4 separate regions of the Mus musculus genome follow, and regions 1, 2 and 3 are each linked to region 4. A link is a contact called in public HiChIP or PLAC-seq data. All regions are on one chromosome and are shown on one strand. The core of a region is the stretch at or near the end of the contact, and the rest is flanking DNA. Distances in the headings are between cores, read along the strand shown. Region 1 holds the start of Shmt1 (serine hydroxymethyltransferase 1 (soluble)). Region 2 holds the start of Smcr8 (Smith-Magenis syndrome chromosome region, candidate 8 homolog (human)). Region 3 holds the start of Mprip (myosin phosphatase Rho interacting protein). Region 4 holds the start of Srebf1 (sterol regulatory element binding transcription factor 1).

What was found. HiChIP or PLAC-seq counts read pairs in DNA pulled down with a chosen protein or histone mark.
Region 1: a contact with region 4 is called in a FOXA1 HiChIP or PLAC-seq map of pancreatic cancer cells. The contact joins the promoter of Shmt1 here to the promoter of Srebf1 in region 4. A contact is called at or near these places in 1 of 39 promoter capture datasets (liver), 1 of 115 datasets of contacts at active chromatin or transcription factors (pancreatic cancer cells) and 1 of 9 other capture datasets (pancreatic islet).
Region 2: an H3K27ac HiChIP or PLAC-seq map of trophoblast stem cells shows a contact between it and region 4, with 10 read pairs. The contact joins the promoter of Smcr8 here to the promoter of Srebf1 in region 4. A contact is called at or near these places in 1 of 484 Hi-C or Micro-C datasets (embryonic stem cells) and 2 of 115 datasets of contacts at active chromatin or transcription factors (microglia and trophoblast stem cells).
Region 3: a contact with region 4 is called in a FOXA1 HiChIP or PLAC-seq map of pancreatic cancer cells. The contact joins the promoter of Mprip here to the promoter of Srebf1 in region 4. A contact is called at or near these places in 2 of 39 promoter capture datasets (liver and pre-B cells), 1 of 484 Hi-C or Micro-C datasets (CD4 T cells) and 4 of 115 datasets of contacts at active chromatin or transcription factors (bone marrow-derived macrophages, embryonic stem cells, memory CD8 T cells and 1 more).

Annotation. Positions count from the first base shown.
Region 1 is chr11:60,807,800-60,813,363 of GRCm38.p6, forward strand. Shmt1 (serine hydroxymethyltransferase 1 (soluble)) reads right to left here and starts at 3,466. Exons shown (of 12, transcript NM_009171.2): 1 at 3,105-3,466.
Region 2 is chr11:60,774,756-60,780,363 of GRCm38.p6, forward strand. Smcr8 (Smith-Magenis syndrome chromosome region, candidate 8 homolog (human)) reads left to right here and starts at 2,770. Exons shown (of 2, transcript NM_001085440.1): 1 at 2,770-5,608. The coding sequence starts at 3,273. Top3a (topoisomerase (DNA) III alpha) reads right to left here and starts at 2,610. Exons shown (of 19, transcript NM_009410.3): 1 at 2,167-2,610. The coding sequence starts at 2,346.
Region 3 is chr11:59,660,119-59,665,610 of GRCm38.p6, forward strand. It overlaps Mprip (myosin phosphatase Rho interacting protein), which reads left to right and starts at 2,389. Exons shown (of 24, transcript NM_001368931.1): 1 at 2,389-2,830. The coding sequence starts at 2,708.
Region 4 is chr11:60,218,869-60,224,408 of GRCm38.p6, forward strand. It overlaps Srebf1 (sterol regulatory element binding transcription factor 1), which reads right to left and starts at 1,759. Exons shown (of 19, transcript NM_011480.4): 1 at 1,585-1,759. The coding sequence starts at 1,675.

The DNA of each region.
Region 1 (5,564 bases), core at 2,216-4,715, 590 kb after region 4:
TCAGTCCAGGCAAGTGGCACAAGCCTTAAATTCCAGAACTCAGGAAGCAGACGCAGGTAGATCTCTTGAGTTTAAGGCCATCCTGGTCCACAAAGAGTTCAAGGACAGCCTGGACTACAAATAAACCCTACCTCTAAAACAAAAAAAGCAAAACAGAACAAAACTGCATTCACATCTCTTCTCTTACTCAGTGGCTGGCAGCCCATCTGTCCTTTTCTGTTGACGTGCATAAACTTTATTTACAGGACAAGGACTTAATACTGTCCCTGGGCTACTACTTCTTGGTGCTGTGGTCAGCAAGCCCAGTTGGAGCCCTGCCTTTAAGGGGCTTCCTCTTGGTCTATGTATTCAATATTAGTCTATGGTAGAGAAGGCATAGCCCACTACTGAATGCATAAGTGCCCCCCTCCCCAAATTGTGACGAACTAAATGCTTCAGGTAAGAGGTAACCAGGGCAGGAGGCCACAAGGATACCCAGCAGAAAGCAGCCAAACACAAAAGAGCCTACTCTCCAAGAGGACATACTGTACACAGACAAAACCAAGGGGCAAACAATGCAAACACTCCCAACCCATAGGGCTCCTTCTATCTCTGCAGGAGGTAGACAAAGGAAGTGTTATCATCCTCAAACAGAAATCTCTAGTTAGGACTTCCAGAGTAGTTGTTATTTAAACACAAGCATGAAATCACCAGGCACAGAGCCAGATGCTCAAATGTGCTTCTGCCAGCCCAGCTGCAGCTCCCTGGGAAGGACATGTTTACAGAGATTTCAGATGCCTCTACTGCTCTGCATGTGTGTACCCTTCCTCTTTCTCCACCCCCTACCCCCATGGGGACTCCCCGGGCCTCAATCTTTGGGGCCAGTGAACTCACCCAAGAGCAGCTTCCCAATAAACCTACCTTTAATATAATCTTTAAAAAAAAAAAAAAAGACTTCAGATATCACGCCAAGGACCTTGGGCCTCTCTGGCTACCCTTGAGCTTCCTCTCTCAAGATCAGAACCCATGAAATCCCAGCACCTGTCTGGGCCCTTGGCAAGTGGGAACCAGAATCCACACACCAGTCAGGCTCGGACCTCTGCTCCCCAAATCCCAAGGACAACATTTTCATTAAACATTAACTGCTGGAGGTTAGAAAGGACCTAATCAATGTGAAGAGCAAATCTCCTAACCATCAAAGAACGAAGGTCCACTTAGAATCCTCTTCAGAGGGCCAGACATCTTACTCAGGAACATTTAACCCAGTGTCACTCAGGAGCATTCAGCCCAGTGGCTCCCACGCCTCTCCCCAGAGTGTCCCACCTGGTGGGGTTTTTGTTTTGTTTGTTTGCTTGTTTGTTTTGTTTTTGGAGACTGGGTTTCTTTGTGTAACAGTCTTGGCTAGACTGTTCTATAGACCAAGCTGGCCTTGAACTCAAAGACTGGGCCACCTCAGCCTGCAGAGCGTGGGATTGCCTGGTTCCCACCCTGCTTTTACCACTATGTCGGATCACAGTAGTGCATCCCCTTACTAAACTAATATATGTCCTTCCTGAAATAAGGTACTAAAATAAGCTAGTTTTCTCTGAACTACAAAAAAAGTTCAAATTCTTAAAAAAAAAATCCCATTTGTTTACTGTGTACAGGTGTAGGTACACGTGTTACAACACACAGAAGGAAGTTCCTAGGGGTAAAGTCAGTCCATTAGGCTTGTCTGTGAGTCCCCTAACTCAAGAAGCCATCTTGCTAGCTCAGAATTCTTCAAGGAGCTCAAGAAGCTTAGTGTATACTTGATTGATTGATTGATTGATTGATTGATTGATTTTAAAGACAAGGTTTCATGTAGCCCAGGCAGGCACAGAACTGGCATAGCAGAGAAGAGCCTGAAAGTTCTGGCCCACCCACTTCAGGAGTCCTCAGCTTATAGGCACGCCTCAGCACATTTAGTTTCATGGGATGCTGGACTGAACCCAGCTCCCTGCATTCCAGGCAAGCTTTCTACCAACCAAGCTGCTTTCCCAGGCCTAGCCTCAGTCAGGTATTTAATAGTTTTCAACAACAACAACAAGGTCTCCATATAGAACTATCCTGGAATCACTATGTAGACCATGCTGGCACTGAACTCTGCCTACTTCTACCTCTTTGTCTGCTGGGTGGGATTAAAGGCCATACACCACAATACCCAGGCCAGGGCATTAGTTTTATGTTTTTAGAGAGGGTTTTTCTATGTAGACCAGGCTGGCCTTGAATTCACAGAGATCTTCCTGCGTGTGCCACCACCACTCCTGGCTTACTTAGGGCTTACTTAGGAAGAAGATCTTCACACTATAGACTTTTGATTATTTTGTTTTCCAAGACAGGGTCTCTCTGCAGAGCCCTGGCTGCTGAACTGTCGTTTTTGAGCTAACTTTGGGGAAAACATACAGCATTTCCTTATTACTGTCTATAGGTCTGCCAAAGTCCATACCCACGTGTTAGGCTGTAATGGGGACAGGAACAGTGCGAGTCTCTCTGTGCCCTGCTTTATAAAGAGAGGAGGCTCTCAAAGGCCTTGGAGTGGCTTTAACTAAGGTCATATAACAGAGGCAGAATGTGAACTCCTGTTTACTTTTGGTGCTTCCCAGAATCCTGGGTAACACAATTACTCACCTCCATTCAATTTCCCCTCAAGGAAGAAATTTTAAATGTATTCTGTACGGAGCCTAAACTGGTGTTTCTGGTCCAGCAACTGCCTGGCTCAATTAAACACATTTGTGCTTGCTTCAGCTAACCAAAGGTCACCTAACTTCCAGACCTTGAAATAGAGGCACTGGGCTAAGAACGCTACAAGCCAACCTGTCCCCTAGATAGAGTAACGCACTGCAGATAATCAGGGTTGTACTAGTAAATCAAAAGCAGTGATTACAGACAAACCTCGGAAGCTTCGTTAACATGTATAAACCAAGGGGTTCCATCCCAGCACCACATGAACCGAGAGCGATAGCTCTTACTGGTGAGGTGGAGGCAGAACCATTAGAAGTTCAAGGTCATCCTTGGCTACACATCAAGTTCGAGGACAGCATGTGTGACACTCACACCTCAAACAAAACAAAAAGAAACAATCGCAAAGATTAGAAATTACATACCTTGTATTAGGAGCGTGGATTTTGTGAAAAGGTTCCAACCCTTGGTGCAGGGTGGCCTCCAGTTCACTTGGTTTCGGGAGCTGGCCGTAAACGTCTGTTCCTCCGGTCTTTATGAAAGGGACTAAACGCGTTGTGGTGGCGCACGCCTTTAATCCCAGCACTAGGGAGGCAGAGGCAAGTGGATCGCCGAATTCCTGGAGAGCGCGCGGAAAGTGACCACAGCAACACCTCCAGCCGGAACCCCGCAGCGGGCTGTCCTAACAGCCCAGCACGTGCTCCGGGAACCAGCCTCCCCACCACGTGACACACCACGTCCGGGGGAAACCCAAACTTGGCGCGCAGAGGCCGGAGCTCCACTAAACTCTCCCCAGCGCAGCCTGGTCCCGCCCCGCCCCTACAGCGGCCCAATCAGTGGGAGCATCCAGGTAGAGCCCGCCCCCAGCTGCCCACGCGCGATTCGCCCGCGCTCAGAGCAGGGCAAAGCCTGACGGAAAAAAAAAAAAAAAAAAAGAGCTCTGAACTGGAGGGGGTGGGAAGGAGGAGGGGACTGGGCGGTTCCTTACCTTGGGACCTGGGACTTTTGGGCAGTATTGCTGATTGTAGGAGTGTTTTGTGATCCAGAAGACCTGGATAGGATTGGGGATCGAGCCTGGTTCGGGTTCAGTTTCCAGTAACTAATGCACAAGTGTCCAGGGGATCTGCCTCCAGAGTTCTAGGATTAAAAGTATGTGCTACCATGCCTGACATAAATAGATCTTTTTTTTTTTTTTTTTTTTTGGTTTTTTGAGACAGGGTTTTTCTGTCTAGCCCTGGCTGTCCTGGAACTCGCTCTGTAGACCAGGCTGGCCTCGAACTCAGAAATCCACCTGCCTCTGCCTCCCAAGTGCTGGATTAAAGGCGTGCGCCACCACCGCGGGTCCTGGTGTCAGCCCACAGTAATCCCTATCTCAAATAAATAAGTAAACAAAAAAACAAACAAGACAAACAAAAACCCAGCTGGCATGACCAGAACTCTACAGGCTTTGGCAGAGGGATCTTGAGACAGAGGGCAACCTGACTAAATACCAAGATTCAGGCTAGCTGGCTGTCTCAAATATTAAAATGAGGCTGGCTGTGTGGCTCGGTGTTAGAGAGCCTGCTTAGCCTAAACAAGAGTTTGCGTTGTTTGTGTTACACACGCTAGTAAAAACGAATGAAGCAAATCATATTGCCATGGGGCTAGAGAGATGGATCAGTGGTTAAGAGCATTTGTTGCTTTTGCCGAGGTCCTGAGTTCAATTCCCAGTACCCACATGGGTGGCTCACAACCATTTATACCTTCAGTTCCAGGGGCTCTGATGCACACTTCTGACCTCTGTGGCCAATGCATGCATGTGGTACACACATACATGCAGACAAACACTTGCATATATAAATAAAATAAATTTTTAAATATATATTATTGCCATGTGTGCATAAAAATATAAAAATACATTGTTTAGTAACAAAATTAATTTAAAATGATAAGATTTAAAAAATCATTTTAGAGTCAGGAGGTAGTAGTGCAGCCTTTAGTCCCAGCCCTCAGAAGGCAGAGGCAGGCAAAAGGGTGTTAAATCCCCTAGAACTGGAGTTATAGTTGGCTGTGAACCACCACAAGGGTTCAGAGAACAGAACCTTGGCCCTCTGCAAGAGCAGCAGTGCTCTTACCCACTGAGCCATCTCTCCAGCCCCTAATTTAAAAAAAAATAGATTTAAATAATAAAAATAAAAACAAAACCCCACAGGGCTGGAGAGATGGCTCAGCAGTTAAGAGCACTGCTGCTCTTCCAGAGGACCTGGGTTCAATTCCCAACACTCACATGGCAGCTCACAACAATCCGTACTCCAGTTCCAGGGGATTTAGCACCTTCGTATACATACAGGTAAAGTGTAACTTTGACAATATGTTCTCATTCTCTGGCTGATTCTGACTTCACCTGTGTCTAACTTGTTCTCTCTCTGCAACCTGTCTCTCTCTAACTGTCCCAGCAAAACTGCCTCCTCCTCCTCCTTTTTCTTTTCTCTCTGTGCTGTTCTCTCTTAAGTACCTGTATTAGTCAGGGTTCTCTAGAGTCACAGAACTTATGGGTAGTCTTTGATGACTTAGAATCTGAAGTCCAACTCCCCAACAATGGTCAACAGCAGCTGTGATTGGAAGTCCAAGGATCTAGCAGTTGCTCAGTCCCACAAGGCAAGCAGGCAAAGAAGACTGAATCTTCCTTCTTCCAATATCCTTATGTAGGCTTCCAGCAGAAAGTTGTGTCCCAGATTAAAGGGGTAAACCACCACCCCTGAATCTTGGACTTCCTTGTCCCAGGCTGACCTTGAACTCAGAGATCTCCTTGCCTCAGTCTCCAGGGATTAAAGCCATGTACTACCTTGCCTGAGCCTAAGCTTCTCATGGCCACTATGCCTCAAGATCTCCATGCCAAAGATCCA
Region 2 (5,608 bases), core at 1,520-4,019, 560 kb after region 4:
GATCTGACTCCCTCTTCTGAAGTGTCTGAAGACAACTACAGTGTATTCACATAATTAATAAATAAATCTTAAAAAAAATAAAGAGACAAAAGTTACCTTCTGGAACTAGACAGTATAATGGTCATACAACCCATACTTTACCACACTTAAGCTTGTACGACATTTCTTCCAAATTGAAACATGAATCTCCCCAAAAGCCAAGTTCCTGGAACTGAGATCAAAGTTCCAAGAAATAAATATTTAAGGATTGCAGAAGGCAGCAGGCCCAACTCCAGATACCCAGTGGTGGCAGAGACAACAGACCTGGCAGTCAGACCAAACTGCTTATCTAAGGAAAACAGCTAACTTCCTCATTCTGCCCCAAACAAATCCCTCTCACCCACTCCCTATCCTTAGCTACAAAAATCCCAGCCTGAAGCAAGAAATGTGTATTCTCTTGGACCCTGATCATTGAGTGCTGAGGTCCTGTGCCCTGGTCATGTCATAGTCAGAACTACAAACACCACATTTCTGGCATTAAATATCAATTGCTTTAGCTGTTTGAGCTCATCTAGTTTCTCATCTTTTATTTCTTCCTACAAACTTAACTCTTACTTATCCTTACAGAACAACACAAATCTCAAAATATGGCTGACCAGGGGGCACGATTGAACTCCAAAGCGACTGACCGCCTTTCATTCTCTACCTCACCCCCATTGTCTCTATATAACCTGCCAGCTGGAGACAAGCTGTCTTCTAGGGTTGCCAGCCCTCTGAATAAAATACAGTTTTAAAGACTCAATTCCAATCTACTCAATGGTATGGACAAAGCAGCAACAATCTCTTTTATTCCAGCTTTGGCAGTCTCATTACTGTAGATGCCTTCTAAGTGTTGTGATGGTACAGGATTCAGAAGCCCTGGCTTGGTCTACATAGTGAGTTCCAGGACAAACAGGACTACACCACAGAGGAACCTGTCTCCAAAAACCAACCAACTAGCCATCGAGAGAAAGAGAGGGGGTGGGGGAGAGGGAGAAAAGAATCCCCGGCCAAGTGTGTGCGTGTATGGGGGGCAGGGGGCGCTCCTTAAAAAAAGACATTTAAGGGGCTGGAGAGATGACTCAATAGTTAAGAGCACTTGCTGCTCTTTCAGAGTACTTAGGTTCGATTCCCATATCTCACATAGTGGCTCACAACCAGATCTGATACCCTTTCTGGCCTCGGTGGGCATGTGTCTGATACACAGGCATACATGTAGGGAAAACACCCATAGACATTAAAAAATAAAAGAGAGAGAGATCTAAGCAGTAGTTAGGCTGAATGTCAGTCTGTAACCCCAGTACTTAGAAGACAGAGGCAAACAGATCTCCATTGTTCAAGGCCAGCCTGATCTACTTAGCAAGTTCCAGGACAGCCAGGGCTACATCGTGAGACCCCTGTCTCCAAAACAGAAAAGAAAAAATTATTACTCAAAGACATTTTTAAGAGGTGAAGTAGTTAGGGGCCAGCGCCCACCTAACCTTGGCTCCCCCTTCCGGGTATTTTAAAACTGGAGGCAGAGGTCTGGAGATCCAACTGTTTGCAAAGAAAAGGGAACAGCTCCTAGGAAGGGCCTCCAGCTGAATGATAACGCAACAGTCCTTGGGGTTTTACCCTTCTCACCTCCGTTTTGTCAGGAGACAATCCTATCTTTCGTGTATCTTAGAATCAGTCTATAGGAGTAGTAATTGACTTCTCTAGTTCCTAAACCTAAGTGTTACCCCTAGGGTGCCACCACCCTAGTCACAGGGTCTGCAGAAGGCAGGGACAGGATTCCATAAGTAAGGCTTGAACGCCAAGATAAAGGAGTTGGTTACCGCTTTCCAATACTACTGAACTTGTGATTGACCAAGGAAGAGTTTTAAAATACACGTGTTCTCACACTCCAGACCCAAAGAAGGGAGAGCAATGCTCCACTGGTATGTGAGCCGAGCAGACAGATCCGGCGAGCAAAGGTCTATCAAAAGCGTGAAAAGGTTTTACATTTACAAAAAGCCTGAAGGCTAGGGAGAAACCGAGAAGTGAGGGCGGCCGGGAGGGGCCTCTCGCAAAATAGGCGGAGTCGCTTTCGCCCGGGCTCCCGGTACCCAACGCGCTGTCGGACTTTGTGGGCGTTCCTCAGGGAAGCAGAACCCAAGTGCTTCTTACCCGCCTCATACGCCCGTTGGACAGCAAGTCGGCGATCCCCTTGGCAGCGTCGTTTTTCTCCGCCACGCAGAGAACTTTTCGCACTCCTCGGAAGGCCACTTCCATGGCAGCGCGGGACAGGGCACGGCCTCCAGGCCGTCGGTGCCACTGAAACGCTAAGAGGGTGACCGGGAAGATCATTCCCTAGGTCCTGCTCCAGCAGCAACTCCACGGGTGCCCGTGCATGCTGGAGAACCCAGAGGAAAAGCCACGAGGAACTGTGAGAGCCACCTTAATAAATGCAGTTTTTCCAGGCAACTGCCGCCTCGATCAGAAACCCACACGTCCGAGTCTCGCTTAAACTCGCGCTCACAGACAACTTCCGCCCACTGCGCCACTAAGCAGCCTTGAACTACAACTCCCAGAATGCCTCATGCCCTGTGCACGTTCCTCCAACACCGTTTCTCCTCCTCCCTTCCACCCCACTGTATTCTACTTTCCTTTTCTTTATGACAATGGGTAGTTAACGGGACTTGTCCTCTGGAAGATCTGATTGGCAGGGCCTCTTAAAAGGCGCCACTAACTTGGAAGTCTGTGTGGGCGTTTCCGGGTCACGCGACGCTGATGCTGGGGAGTCATGTGATACCAAGATGGCGGTGCCGCGGTAGCTTCCCTGGGACAGTACGGTCCTAGGAGCGGCGACAGTTTCTGCCCTTAGGTCGTGGGGAGACTCATTTGACTGATTCTGCGGTAGCCCGTGGCGAGGATTAATGACACGATCAGAGCTGGGACTGTTGATGTCGCCGGTAGGTTCCGGGGAGTGCTGGTGACCTAGCTTCAGGAACCTTGCGCCGGCCCGGGCAAACGCTGGAGAATGGCCAGCCTCCGTCATCTGGACCTGCAGCTTTGGAGTTCATGAGGCTTGCCCAGGGCATCACAGGTCCCAAACCTTGAGAGTCTGCGGCAATTCGAGTTCTTCGTTGTGTGACAGGGCAGTTTAGGATCCCCGGAAGTGCAAAGAAGGCCGCAAGAACTTCGTTTTCGCATCCAGAGGCCTGACTCTCCCTCCGACCAACCCTACATTATTTTCCATTTCCTCTCAATGTGCTTGCCATATTTCAGGAAATATGATCAGCGCCCCTGATGTGGTGGCCTTCACCAAGGAAGATGAATACGAGGAAGAACCTTACAATGAGCCCGCTTTGCCTGAGGAGTACTCAGTCCCTCTCTTTCCTTATGCCAGCCAGGGGGCAAACCCCTGGTCTAAACTGTCTGGGGCCAAGTTCTCCAGGGACTTCATCCTCATTTCCGAGTTCTCTGAGCAGGTGGGACCCCAGCCCTTGCTTACCATCCCCAATGACACCAAAGTTTTTGGCACTTTTGATCTTAATTACTTCTCTTTGCGGATTATGTCGGTGGATTACCAGGCTTCATTCGTAGGCCATCCTCCCGGTTCTGCCTACCCCAAGTTGAACTTTGTGGAAGACTCTAAAGTGGTACTGGGAGACTCTAAGGAAGGGGCCTTTGCATATGTGCACCACCTCACCTTGTACGACCTGGAGGCCAGGGGCTTTGTGAGGCCCTTTTGTATGGCTTATATCTCCGCAGACCAGCATAAAATCATGCAGCAGTTCCAAGAGCTCTCGGCCGAATTTTCCAAAGCATCTGAGTGCTTGAAGATGGGCAACAGGAAGGCATTCGCTGGGGAACTTGAAAAAAAGCTGAAAGACTTGGATTACACAAGGACAGTGCTACACACAGAAACCGAGATCCAGAAGAAAGCCAACGACAAGGGTTTTTATTCTTCTCAGGCGATTGAGAAAGCCAATGAACTGGCCAATGTGGAGAAGTCCATCATCGAACATCAAGATTTGCTGAGGCAGATCCGCTCATACCCTCGTCAGAAGACGAAGATCCCTGACTTGCAGCCTGGTGATACAGAGCATACCCAGGATCAGGCTGACCAGGTATCCACTACCTCTAATCCTGAGGAGTCCGCTAATGCAGACCTTTATACCTGCAGACCGGCTTACACCCCCAAACTCATCAAAGCAAAGTCCACCAAGTGTTTTGACAAGAAGTTGAAGACCTTGGAGGAACTCTGTGACACTGAGTATTTCACTCAGACCCTGGCCCAGCTTAGCCACATTGAACACATGTTCAGAGGAGACCTGTGCTACCTCCTGACCAGTCAGATTGACAGAGTGCTTCGAAAACAACAGCCCATAACGAATTTCCTCTTTGAAGATTTTGTAGAGGTGGATGACAGGATGGAAAAGCAAGAGAATGTACCCTCTCAGCCCAGTCAGGACAGGCTGCCTCCCAAGCCTGTAGAAGAATGCCCCATTCCTAAAGTGTTAATTAGCGTTGGCTCTTACAAGTCCAGTGTGGAGTCTGTATTGATCAAGATGGAGCAGGAACTTGGCGATGAAGAGTACACGGGGGTGGAGGCAACAGAGGCACGCAGTTTTGACCCCCAAGAGAACCTGGACTACCTGGATATGGATATGAAAGGGAGCATCAGTAGTGGGGAAAGCATTGAGGTGCTGGGCACCGAGAAGTCAGCCTCTGTGTTGTCGAAATCTGACAGCCAGGCCAGCCTCACCGTGCCATTGAGCCCCCATGTAGTCCGTAGCAAAGCGGTCAGCCACAGGACAATCAGCGAGGACAGCATTGAAGTCTTAAGTACCTGCCCTTCTGAGGCCCTCATTCCTGATGACTTTAAGGCCAGTTACCCAAGTGCCATTAATGAAGAAGAAGCCTATGCGGATAATGAGGGGGCCATCCATTTCCAGGCAAGTGCCGGCTCACCAGAACCGGATGAGACTCAGGAGGGCAACTTGGAAAATATCCCATCCCAAATAGACTCCAGCTGCTGTATTGGAAAGGAGAGTGAAGGTCACTTGGTGCCTCTCCCAACCCCAGCCTACACTCTTTCTGATGAGGACAGTGTGGTGAGCATTCCCCCACAGCGCTACATACAGAAGGACCAGGGGCTCCACGTGGACTTCGGAGTGGAAAACACTGACCCTTCTCCCCGAGACAACAGTTGTGAAATGTTCCCAGCTTATGAGCTGGATCCAAGCTGCCTTCTGGCTAGCCGAGATGTTAGTAAGATGAGCCTGGATAACTACTCGGATACCACTAGCTACATGGGCAGTGCGGCCTCTACCAGCTCAGACAGAATCCCCTCAGCACCTCCTGCTGGCCTATCCTCTGAGAGGCACAAAAAGAGAGCTGGCCAGAATGCCTTAAAATTCATCCGCCAGTACCCTTTTGCCCACCCAGCCATCTACTCCCTGCTCAGTGGGAGGACACTTGTGGTCCTGGGCGAAGATGAAACCATTGTCAGGAAGCTGGTGACTGCACTGTCCATCTTTGTTCCCAACTATGGCTGCTATGCCAAGCCGGTGAAGCACTGGATTTCTTCCCCTTTGCATATTATGGATTTCCAGAAGTGGAA
Region 3 (5,492 bases), core at 1,139-3,638, 560 kb before region 4:
TCTCCAGGCAGAGTCTTCCTCAGTTTTGGACTGTCCAGGGTCCTGCCTTTTCCAGAAGCCCCCGCGCTCAGTCTACTATGGAGTCAGGGGTTTCCTAGGCAGGGCCCTGCGACTTTCCAGTGGAAGGTTTCTGTTTGCCTCTTGTTTTTATCAGTTTTCATTTGCTTGAGGTCGAGCTCTTGTCAGGCTACCAGCCTCAGGATCCCTGAATCACTCTTCCTCATACCCACAGCTGTGACACCAGTGGTATGTGGCTGGCCTGGACAACGTATGCTGGGCATTTTCTTAATAGGGTAGCCTTGATTGGCCCCAAGAAACGGGTAGAACTTTAAAATATATATTTTTTGAAAACTTGTAATTAGATTTTAAATGTATTTCGTGTGTGTGTGTGCGCGTGCGCGCGCGCACATACGCACACACTGTAGCACACACTGTACTACTCATCTGGAGGTCTGAGGACAACTTTCAGGAGTTTGTGCTGTCCTTCCACCATGTGGCTTCAGGGGACTCATCTCAACTCATCAGGTGTGGTACCAAAGGCCTTTACGCGCCTTGCAATCTTGCTGGCTCTAAGTCTTTCTTTTAAACAGCTTGTACATGCTCATAAAACAAAACCCGAAAGGAACAAAAAGGTTTTATATTGAAAATTTAAAAGTAGGTCACCTCCCAATAACCCAGTTCTTCTCCCCAGAGGCCACCACTGGTATCACTTTCCGAGTATTCGGTGCAGACAAGAACCGTCAGTCTCCCTTTACCCCTTCCCCGTCTTTATTCTGGAAAAAAATTTAAATCAACAAGGTCGCAAGGATAGTCCAGTAAACACCCTTTCCCAAAATTCACCAATTAACAATTGGCCACATTATGTGAAGTATTTTGCAAAGATGATTATCACCTAATGCTTGCAACACCTTACATTCATGTCAGTTTTGTCCATGTGGTCAGTGAGGTGCCAGTGAGGGCAAAAGACCTGCCCACAGCTGGATCAGAGCTGGGCTTTCCCCTCAGGCTGCAGGCACACTTTGATCTGGGCTCCTTCATTCCTGATTCCTTGTGCAGGAGAGCATTTCTTTCTCAAAATGGAAATGCACCTCCCCGGGGTAGTCACCAGATGACCAGTGGAAAAGTACGCAACTCTGAAGGCATTTCTCTCCTAAAGCCTCCTTGTGACCTGAGCGCAGCTGCTCTCAGTGCCACCACCTGCTCCAATATCACCTCCATTGTGAAGAATGAGTTAGTTCAGCCTGTTAAAAAACACAGGCTGACTTCTGGAACTGCCAGCCAGCTGAGCCTGGAATCTCAGGTCAAAGTGATTCCTCCTTTCTGTCTTGCCTCCCTCACTCTTTCCCTTTCCTCTCCTCCTTAGCCTCCTTATAAAGGTCTCATTACGGTCCAGACTGGCCTTAAACTCTCCACCCTCCTAGATCTACTTTCAGAGTTCTGGGACCACATACTCCTTTCTTGTTCCTCCTCCCCACACTTACACCTGCATACCTTGGGAACAGTTCTGCATGCTCTCTGCTTAGATCCATTTCACTGCTGCTGGGAACAATTTGCCTCCTAAGGAGCAGGGGTTGTCCCCCTCCATCCCCCTCCCCTCCGCCCATTCTGGACTCCTCTGTCGTTTCCTTTCCAAGTGGCCTTTTGCCTGGGAGTCTGGACAAGAGTGGCCTGTAGTATATAGTTCAGGCCCTTCTTGCAGAGTGACCTTGCACAAGCTATTCGCAGTGTCTGAGCTTTTGTCTCCTCAAGCACAAAACGGAGGTAAGAGTGCGTACGTAACTCTAGCAGAATTGGGCTCCCATAATAGAATTGACAACTCCTCACGGCTGCTGACATCTTCTAGTCACCTCGGAAACACTACGTCTTATTACTTAACTGCTCCGCGCGCCTCAGTTTCCTTACGTAAAACCGGAATGGTCACGGGAAGGTTATGGAACTTTAATGATCTAAAACACGGGAAGCACTTGAAACAATTTCTAGTCTTTATGGTGGCATCTGGGTCGACCACAGACCTAGCACACAGTAGGGGCGCAGGCTAGACGAGGCAGAAGGCCGCAGCGAAGAGACTACGAGAAAGACAGGGGCCCGCAGGGAGACCGCGGAGATCTCCGGCGTCCTTCCGGGAGCAGCCCAGCCCAACGCCGCAGCTGTCAGGCCGCGGGCGGCGGCGCCAGTCCACCAAACCTGAAAGTTCCATCCCAGCGCCTCCACCTTCCCAGCCTGGACAAGTTACCTTGCGCCCGCTGCTCCCGGTCCCGCCCCCGTCATCCATTGGTCGACGGGTTTCTTTGTTAGCAGGAGCGTGCGGGTGCCATTGGCTCGCGGGGCTGCCGGTTGCGGTGCCCCGCCCCACCCCGCCCCTCCCCGAGTGCGCGCGGCGCCCAGCTCGGTTCGTTCGCGGTGGCGGCGGGCGCCGGGTGAGCGCGACGGCTGGACTTGCCGGCCGGCGCCTTGGGGGCGGCCGCGGTGGAGCCAGCGGCCGGAGGCCGCGTCCGTCCATGGGCCCACAGCGGCCGGGCGGCGGGGCGGGGCGCGAGGCGGCGCGCGCGCTCTGAGGCCGCGGCGAGCAGGCGGGGCGCGGCGCGAGAGGGGAGGCCTTTCCGGGCCTGCGGCGGCCAGCGCAAAATGCGGCGGCGGCCGCGCTGAGTCCCCGACCCCCGGGAGAGCGCTGGGCCGTGGCGGCCCGCTCCGCGGCCGCCTAGCCGACATGTCGGCGGCCAAGGAAAACCCGTGCAGGAAATTTCAGGCCAACATCTTCAACAAGAGCAAGTGTCAGAACTGCTTCAAGCCCCGCGAGTCGCATCTGCTCAACGACGAGGACCTGACGCAGGTGAGCTGCCGCGGGTGCGGAGCTGAGAGTCCTGCCTGCGAGTCGTGCCGGGGAGCGCAGAGCCTGCGAAGGCCAAGAGAGAATAAAAATGGAGCAGGGAAAAAAAATGCGTGAGAGTTGGGGGATGGGGTTGGAATGGGGGCGGGAAGAGTATCGATAGAGCTGGGACAAAGGGAAAATCCTCAAGAATGCCGAAAAATAACATCCTTTCCCGTTCCCATAGCTCTGCCGTGTGATTCATGCTTGTTGGGTGACTCAAAAAAATGTCTGGTTTCCCTGGATAGGAACAAAGTGGGGCTTGCTTGCCACTTGTCAGTACTACCCCCCCCCTCGCCCCCCTCGCGACTTGTCTTGGGACTGGACGCAGACTTGGCCACCAAACTGTCCCAGGAATTGGCATGTTTGCGTGGGTCACCAGTTTCCATCTTGTGGAATAGAGCCTGCTCTCCTTCTAAGTCACTGTCACCGTCAGGGTCTGAAGAGAGATGAGGTGTTTCTCTTCAGATGGGTGGGTCTTGCTCTTGAACTGAAGGTAGGAATAGCTTTTGTCGAGGGGTAGGGGCTTCCCTTCTTGGTTTTGCTTTCTGGCCCAGGAGACCAAGAAGACCTGTACATTCTGGGGAAAGTTGGTTTCCCCCTCTGTCTGCCCTTAATTTGTTAGTCAGGATTTTGGACCAGGTTAGACGCTCTTCCTAACCCGTGTCAAAGTCACAGTCATGGAAAACAGAGTTCCAGACCTCCAAGTCACAGTCATGGAAAACATTGTCCTAGATTGCCAAAGACCTCCAACCCCGGAGCAGTGTAGGAGATTGGGAATTTGTGTTGGTACAAGGTCTCCAATTTGGGCAACTGGCCCTTGGGAACTGGTTGCTCTCCCGTTTCTGGTGTTGAGGATTCCTGGCCTTGTTTGCAGCACTTTGGGAAAGCACTATATATCCTGCTCCCCTTTCCCCTCGCCCACTTCCTTTGCCCCCTGCTTGCTGACTTCAGTGGAGTTCCCCACACGGTCCAGCCAGTGCCACCTAGTTGTAGCCACTCCTTTTGGAAAGAGCTGTTTAGACTGAAAACATTGCTTTGAAGTGCCCTGGTTTGGCTGTTTTTAAAGCCTTTATGGGCAAGCAGGCAGGCAAGCAAGGTTTGACTTGTTTTATGGGGCAAACTAGAGTGGAGTAGTAGGGCAGGGGTTATGGCCTCTTTCTCTGAGGTCAGATTTCCAATAGCCAGGAAGCAATCAGGAAGCTTAACCAGACTCTCCAAGTCTCAGTCATTGATTTGTGAGAATGCCAAGGGCCTTAGAGACCTGTCTATTTGGGAAGGGTAGGACTCTTGAAGAGAGAGAAATGTGATTTCCTCTTCTCATTTGGATCCTGTTCAGGGAAGCAGTATATGGGATATGCGGTTACTGCTTGTGACTTTCTGAGGTCTGACCTTGAATGAGGCCTTTACCTCTGTTTTAATTTCCGTATCAGTAAACTGGTAGTGGTGATATGAAAAACAAGAAATATGTTTTATTGAGCTTTCCCCCTTATAGTTTAACAAACTGAAAAACCACCCATAGAACAGTCAACTTTGATTTAAGAAGTTTCTGGCCTTGCCAAAGGCTGTTTTGAGGGAGGTTTGTAAGTTTCCAGGTTATTTGAAGCAACTGCCTAAACTGGCAATTAGTTATTTATGCTACACACGGGCTGTTTTTCTGATTCTTAAATGAATGAGAGGAATTTAAATGTTTGAGTCTGTTAAAAAAAAATCTGTCAATTATTAGTTTAATTCAAGGGATGAAGCAAATTGAAAGTATTAAACTCTCAAGTTTGTTGTTTTCAAAATGATTGCACTTTGAAACAGGCCTGAGACCTCCAGGGCACTGGAACAGTAGTTCCTAAAATACTGGGTAGGGTTATTTGTGTGGGGAGAGATTAGCCCAGTCTTCTAGCTCCTGGGATCTTTCAGGAAGGAGCTGCTCTTGAAAGGAGAGCGGGGAGGCTGGAGGCTCTTGCCAACAGCATTTGTCCCTGCTCTGTATCCGCTTCTCCCAGAGCAGAGCCTTTTGCTCTCCTTATGACTCCATTAGAAAACCTCAGCCAATTGGTTCCTGTCAGCCTCCCCCAACCCCCTGCTTCCTGCTGCCCCTCCCGCCCAGAGCTTATTTTAGACTGTCCAAGCTGGAGGATACATCAGCCATCATCAAAGCCACCCCCTCTGTAATAGTTGAGGATGTGAGTCTAGGGAGGCAGGGACAGCTTCTGCTCTCAAGGATGTCATCTTCCCAGGAGCATACATTCCTTTCAGCCTTCTGATTTGAGCTTTATTTCCTCAGCTGTTGGTTTTGTTTATTTGTTTTTCCCTAGAGAGGTAGGGAACCTCTTTCAGGCCTGCCTATGTTGTGGCATCAAACCAGCAAACACTTGGAGGTCAGTTAAGCTAGCCACTTCCTTTCCCTGAAGAAACCCCTGAAACTCAGAGAAGGGAAAGCCTTGCAGGAGTGTAACATGGACTCCTGAGTGCCCTCGTTGTCCACAGCAGCCACCCCATGAGTACATCAGGATGGTTGAGTTTCAGAAGATGCCTCAAAGTGCTGTTTGGGGCCTCTGGAATTCAGACTAATCTGTGATAAGGTAATCAGAGTTCTTGTCACCCAGGTGATGTGCTTGCTCCACCCCTATTC
Region 4 (5,540 bases), core at 509-3,008:
TTATGTCCAATGCTGCTCTGGGTTGAAGGAGACAGCTACATGGCTCCCCAGCCCCTGCCTCAATCTCACCTCTTCGTCCAGCCTTGGGAGCCAGAGGTCCAGGCTCTTGAGCCAACAGCCTGGGTCTGAGTTCTGTCTTGCTGTGGCTGCAAGACTTGGACATGTCATTTACCCTCTGTTTTTGGTCTCTTACTTGTAAGATAAAAGTATGTCTTCCAGCTGGGCCTGTCGGAAGGATTCAATGCAATTCTCAACCTAACACCAAGTACTCCATAAGTGTAGGCTATCCATGTTGGGATGGATGGACACCCAAACACCAAGAGGGAACTTCTAACAACTCAACACTGTACTCTCCTCCTCCCATCCCTCCTCTCACTGTTCCTAACCATGCCTGGATCTCAGGTCAGCCAAGATATCTCTAAACTTTCATTCCTCTTAAGTGTCTAGCAGTTTTTGTTCTCCGCCCCCCCCCCCCCAGACAGGGTTTCTCTGTGTAGCCCTGGCTGGCCTCGAACTCAGAGGTCCACCTGCCTCTACCTCCTAAGTGCTAGGATTAAAGGCATGTGCCACCACTGCCCGGCAGGTGACTAGCAGTAACTCCAAGCTTTGATGGCACATTTAGGTCTCTGATGAGGACGTAGGCACAGCAGTCCAAGGCTGTGTTGGATATAAAAAACAGCTTAGGTGTCTATCAACAGAGCATCAGGGGGCACAATCTACTGTAATCCCACAGGCCCCATTGTAGTTGTAGACACACAGTCATGATTATCTGGGGTGGAGGAGGATGTGGAGCAGCCTTAAACGAGCAAGAGAAATATAATGTTTTGAAACTGCTAACAGCCACCAGAGATCGTTGAACAGTCCACCTAACATGGATACATATCTTATAGTAACAATGACTTGCTGGGGTTTTTTTCTTCTCCAGATCCGCCGCCACTCCTTCCCTCCGCCCAATTGGTAGTTGTTGTTGACATGGGAGATGAATCATACTGAGCGAGTTCAAGTGATGTTTTAAAGGATCTAAGTGGCCTGGGGTGTGGCTCAGCGCAGAAAGCCTGTTAATATGTTCTAGAATCCGAGTTACTGCCCCAGAATCACAAAATTTGAAAAATATTCTAGAGAGCACCTTCTCTCTTCTATCAGATTTCCAATTCCTCAAACTCAGGTCCCGCCTAAAGGGCCTTTGCCTCCCCCTCCGCCTAAAAAGTATCTTTCCTTTCCGGTGAGGGGGCTGCTCCTTAGCTCTAGTGCACTCAAAGAGACCTCCCTGACCTCAATCCAAAGTAGCCAGATGCTTGCAAGCCAAGGTAAATGCAAATATCGGTTCGTGGACTTTCTTGGGAATTTTGGTGAACTCAAGAAATGAGAAACCCCGGGTCGGCCTGTGAACTGTACACAGGACCAGGCTTGAAGTTGAGTGGATACTCAGCGTGTCCAGAAACCTAGCCCACTGCGGTCCGGAAAGCTCAACCCTAGATCTCAGGCGCCAGATCGCGCAGTGCGCACGCGCCAAAGTTCCCGGCCAAGCGCCCTCGCCGGACGTGCGACCCTGCACAGGCCGCGCCGGAGCCCCGGGACACGCACCTTCGATGTCGTTCAAAACCGCTGTGTCCAGTTCGCACATCTCGGCCAGTGTCTGTTCCAGAGCCGCCTCACCGAAGGCCAGCTCGTCCATGGCGCCGGCGCCCACCCGGCTTCGGACTAGGCCCACGTTAAGGAAAAGTTCCCCGGAAACTGGGTTCCGCGGGCGGAGCCACCTGAGCGGAGGGGCGGGGTTTCCCATCAAGCCCCGCCCACCAGCCTGCATCCTGACAGCTCGCCTAGCGGGTTGAGACTGCCTGCCCGAGCCTGGTTTCTAGCAATCTCCTGCGGGTGCACAGGCACTGGGCCTTGGCTTCTTCTGTATCAGGCCAAGGGAGGGACCGAATGGAAGCCACAGGACTAGACCCAGCCCAGACATCGTTAGATTAAAGGGCCAGGGATGGGGGGCCCAGCATGAGGGTGGGAGCAGAGAACAGAAAACTCACTTCCTAGTCTTGCTGTTTAGAACCAGACAGTCCTGGGTCCAAAATACAGCAGATACAGGCCTGCAGTGGGGCCCCTCCACTATGTGCCTCTGTTTTCCTCATCTGTAGCCAGGGTCCAATTATCTATGAGCCAGCTGAGAGGTTAGAGAAGCATGGCCCATAAGACCTGTCCACCCTCTCAGCTTAGAAGTCTAGAAGTGGGCCTCCAGAGGAGAAGAGTTCTCAGGCAGAACCTGCAGGAGGAGGGGGTGGCTGGAACTTCTGATCTTGTCTTAATCCTATCAGTCCTACCATTGGAGCAGAGAGGACCTGAAGGGCCAGTGGGCTCGTACTACTCCTATAGAATGACTTGTGTCTCCAAAAGGATCTAGAAAAAGTGTGAATCTCAAAGTCAAGAAGGGATTCTGTGAGCCAGGCATGGTGGCACACTCTGTTAATCCCAGCACTTGGGTGGCAGAAGCAGGTAGGTTTCTGAGTTCGAAGCCAGCATGATCTACAGAGTGAGTTTCAGGACAGCCTGGGCAATACAAAGAAACCTTGTCTCAAGATACCAAAAAGAAAGAAGAGAAGAGAAGAGAAGAGAGAAGAAAAAAGAAAAAAAAGAAAGAATTCTGTAACAGAGGTCCTGAGGACCTGAGCCCAGCTACTGGGTCATATGTGACCTGGGGCCAGGCCAGGTGCCTGAATAAAGACTGAAAAGTGAACCCTGGGCCCTGTGACTTAGGAACAGGTAAAGCAAGGGAGGGAGGAGAGGTTCTTCGGCGTGGATTGAATAGACCATTCTGGCCCACAGGTGATGCAAGTTGGGAGGCAACGGCAGAACCTACGAGTCAACCAGGGAGGGTCAGGGCCCCAGGCCGCCCAGAAGCTGCCTTGCTCAGACTGCAGATACCTCGGCTGCTTTCACCTCCCAACCAATAGAGTTAGTTGGGGCAAGGAGGGAGGGTGTGCCTGGGCTTCACCAGGACACATTTTTGTTCCTTTCTCAGAGGAGCTGCTAGAAAATTACACAGGAGTTGGCAGGGCTATAAAACGCACATGGAGCCCTTGCTTTGGGGTCACCCTGCCATGTCCCACCATCAGAAGACACCCGGTTTTCTGAAAACTCAAATAGCCTGTCCCAGCCAGAAGGACTCAGAGGTCAGCTGAACCAGCACCACACCTGATGTGTAGCTGGGCTCACTGGTTTTCCCCAGTCAACTTACTAGAGCTGTCTCTGCAGGAAAGGGCAAGGTGTTTGGGGACATCACAACAGATCTGCCTTGTTCTGGAACTGTGTAAAGTGTACAGATCCACAAATACACATTTCATGGCTGCAAGAGCTAGGGCTACTGTCCTGTCTCGAAAAGCAAGAAAGAAAAAGAAAGGAAGGAAGACAAGGAAAGAAAAACCAAGCCCAAGGTGGGAGATCAGATCAACACAAATCTCTGCTCCACAGATTGGTTTACTAGGACAGCAGCCAAGGGGCATCTTTACCCTGTGCGGAAAGCTTGGAAAACTAATGTCTAACACCCCAGACCTCCAACCAAAGCTCTCTGGATTGCCTTGCTGGGCTCTTTGACGCTCAGCACACAAGCTGGTCTGGGGAGCCTGGGAAGGGCGGGGTCTCAGCCCGACCGACAGTTACCTGTGTCAGCAGGCTCAGCATTGTGCAGTCTTGGGGCATGCTAGTGACATGCCGAATACTTTTTTTTTTTTTTTTTTTTTTTTGGTATTAACTCGTTCCGATCTTTCCAAAAAGCCTTAGGAAGGCGTCTGTTTCCTTCCCATTCTACAGATGAGACAACTGAGGCCGGAGGCGAAGGGACCTGCCTAGGACTCCTCAGCGCTGCCCAAGGTTGTCTTGCATTGGAGACAGTCGCAGTGCACAGTGCGGGGTGGGCAGCACGGCGACCCCGAACTCCGGGTGCCAGAGGACAGGCCCCGTTCGCGGCGCCGTAGCCAATGGGTGCAAGGCCCCCGAGTGGGGTGACGCGGCGTCAGCGTGCGCTCGCGGTACTCTGGTTTTGGTCACGTGCCCAGCGCCCGTTCGACCCGGGGGCGGGGCAGTATGACCTGAGGGTACGCGCTCTGTCTGGAGGGACTACTCAACTGCAAGCAGGGCTTCTAAAGTGCAGATTTCTGTGCCTGCTCTGGCTGTCGCTACCTAGGGGACCAGCGTGCACTTCCCCGTTGGTCCCCACCCTTTAAGCACTGCAGACACTGAACCTTAAGCAGCAGGACCTCTCTGCTCAGCAGTGCCCTCAGTGTTGGGAGTTCAGCGGTGCGTGGAGTGGCAGGCGCCGGGTTGGACGCTGCTGCCACTCTACATGACCCCGTTATCTTTCTTGACTGCAGGAACTAAGCTTGGGCCTGCCTGGGCGAAGGAGGAGAGGAGCAGGCAGTGGAATAGACTGCTGAGAGCCCAGAACCACCTGGGTGGGCTTAGTCTCCTGATCTCACTTTATATAGGGGACTGCTGACTTGAGAATGCTGGCCCTAGATGAGGGTTGGTCTCATTAGAGTCCACATCTGGTGCGAGCTGATTCGCCATCTGCCAGGGTTTTGTTTGTTTGTTTGTTTTTGGTTTTGAGGTGTCAAGAGCCCTTATAGAAAAATAGTATAGGATGTACAGAAAGGGAAGCCCATGTGCTAAGTGAGTTTTTTTTCCAGCCCCTGTGTCTTCTGACACTTGGGCCACTGCAACTCTCTTTGACCTCGTTGAGCAGAGAAGTGAAACATCCCCCAGACCACCAGATGCTCTGGGTTCTGGCAGAGGGACGGTGCCATCCCTCTCGCTACACTCCCAGCCACCAGAAGGATAAAGCAGGAGGTCTGCGTTTGACACCAGCCTGGCAGCTCCCATCTCTTAAGTTTCAACTGGGATTTCTCATCAGAGTGTTAAGCAAAAGGGAAAAGGATTGCAGTATCTGCTCAGGGATTCAATGAGGCCTCAAAAATGGAAGGGTGGAGGAGCACAGGGGACAAGCCAAACAATCGGCTGTAAGGACTGTGATAGGTTAAAATACAGACTGTTTCACCTGAATGTTGGATTTCAGGCCACACCGGACTGATGACCAGCTGTCTTTCCAGCCAGTGTGTGGGCTCCTTTCTCCATCCTCATCTTCCCTGGGATCTAAGCCCCAACCCACTCCACTCAGAGACCTGAACTAACTGGGATGCTTAGGACATGCCCTAGAGACCTGAACATAGTCTTCCAGGGGCCATGAAAGAACTATCAGCTTCCTTGAATATTGCAGCACTTCCTGGGTCTCATGTCTGTCTAGGGTCTCTGGTTTTGCTCCTGCCCAAGATCCAGAAGACATGTTTCTCTTGGAAAGTGAATGGATGGTGAAGCTCCTTTCACATCAAGAGCTTCCGTGGAGACCGCTGGGTGGGGCCATCATCAGGATTGGGCTCCAACGACAAGAGGGAAGGCAGCAAGGCCTAGCAGGAAAAAAAGAAGAACTAGAAGTTTGTCTCTGTCCATATGTACCCAAGGGGCTCTATGAACCCATGCTGTAGACCTTCCTC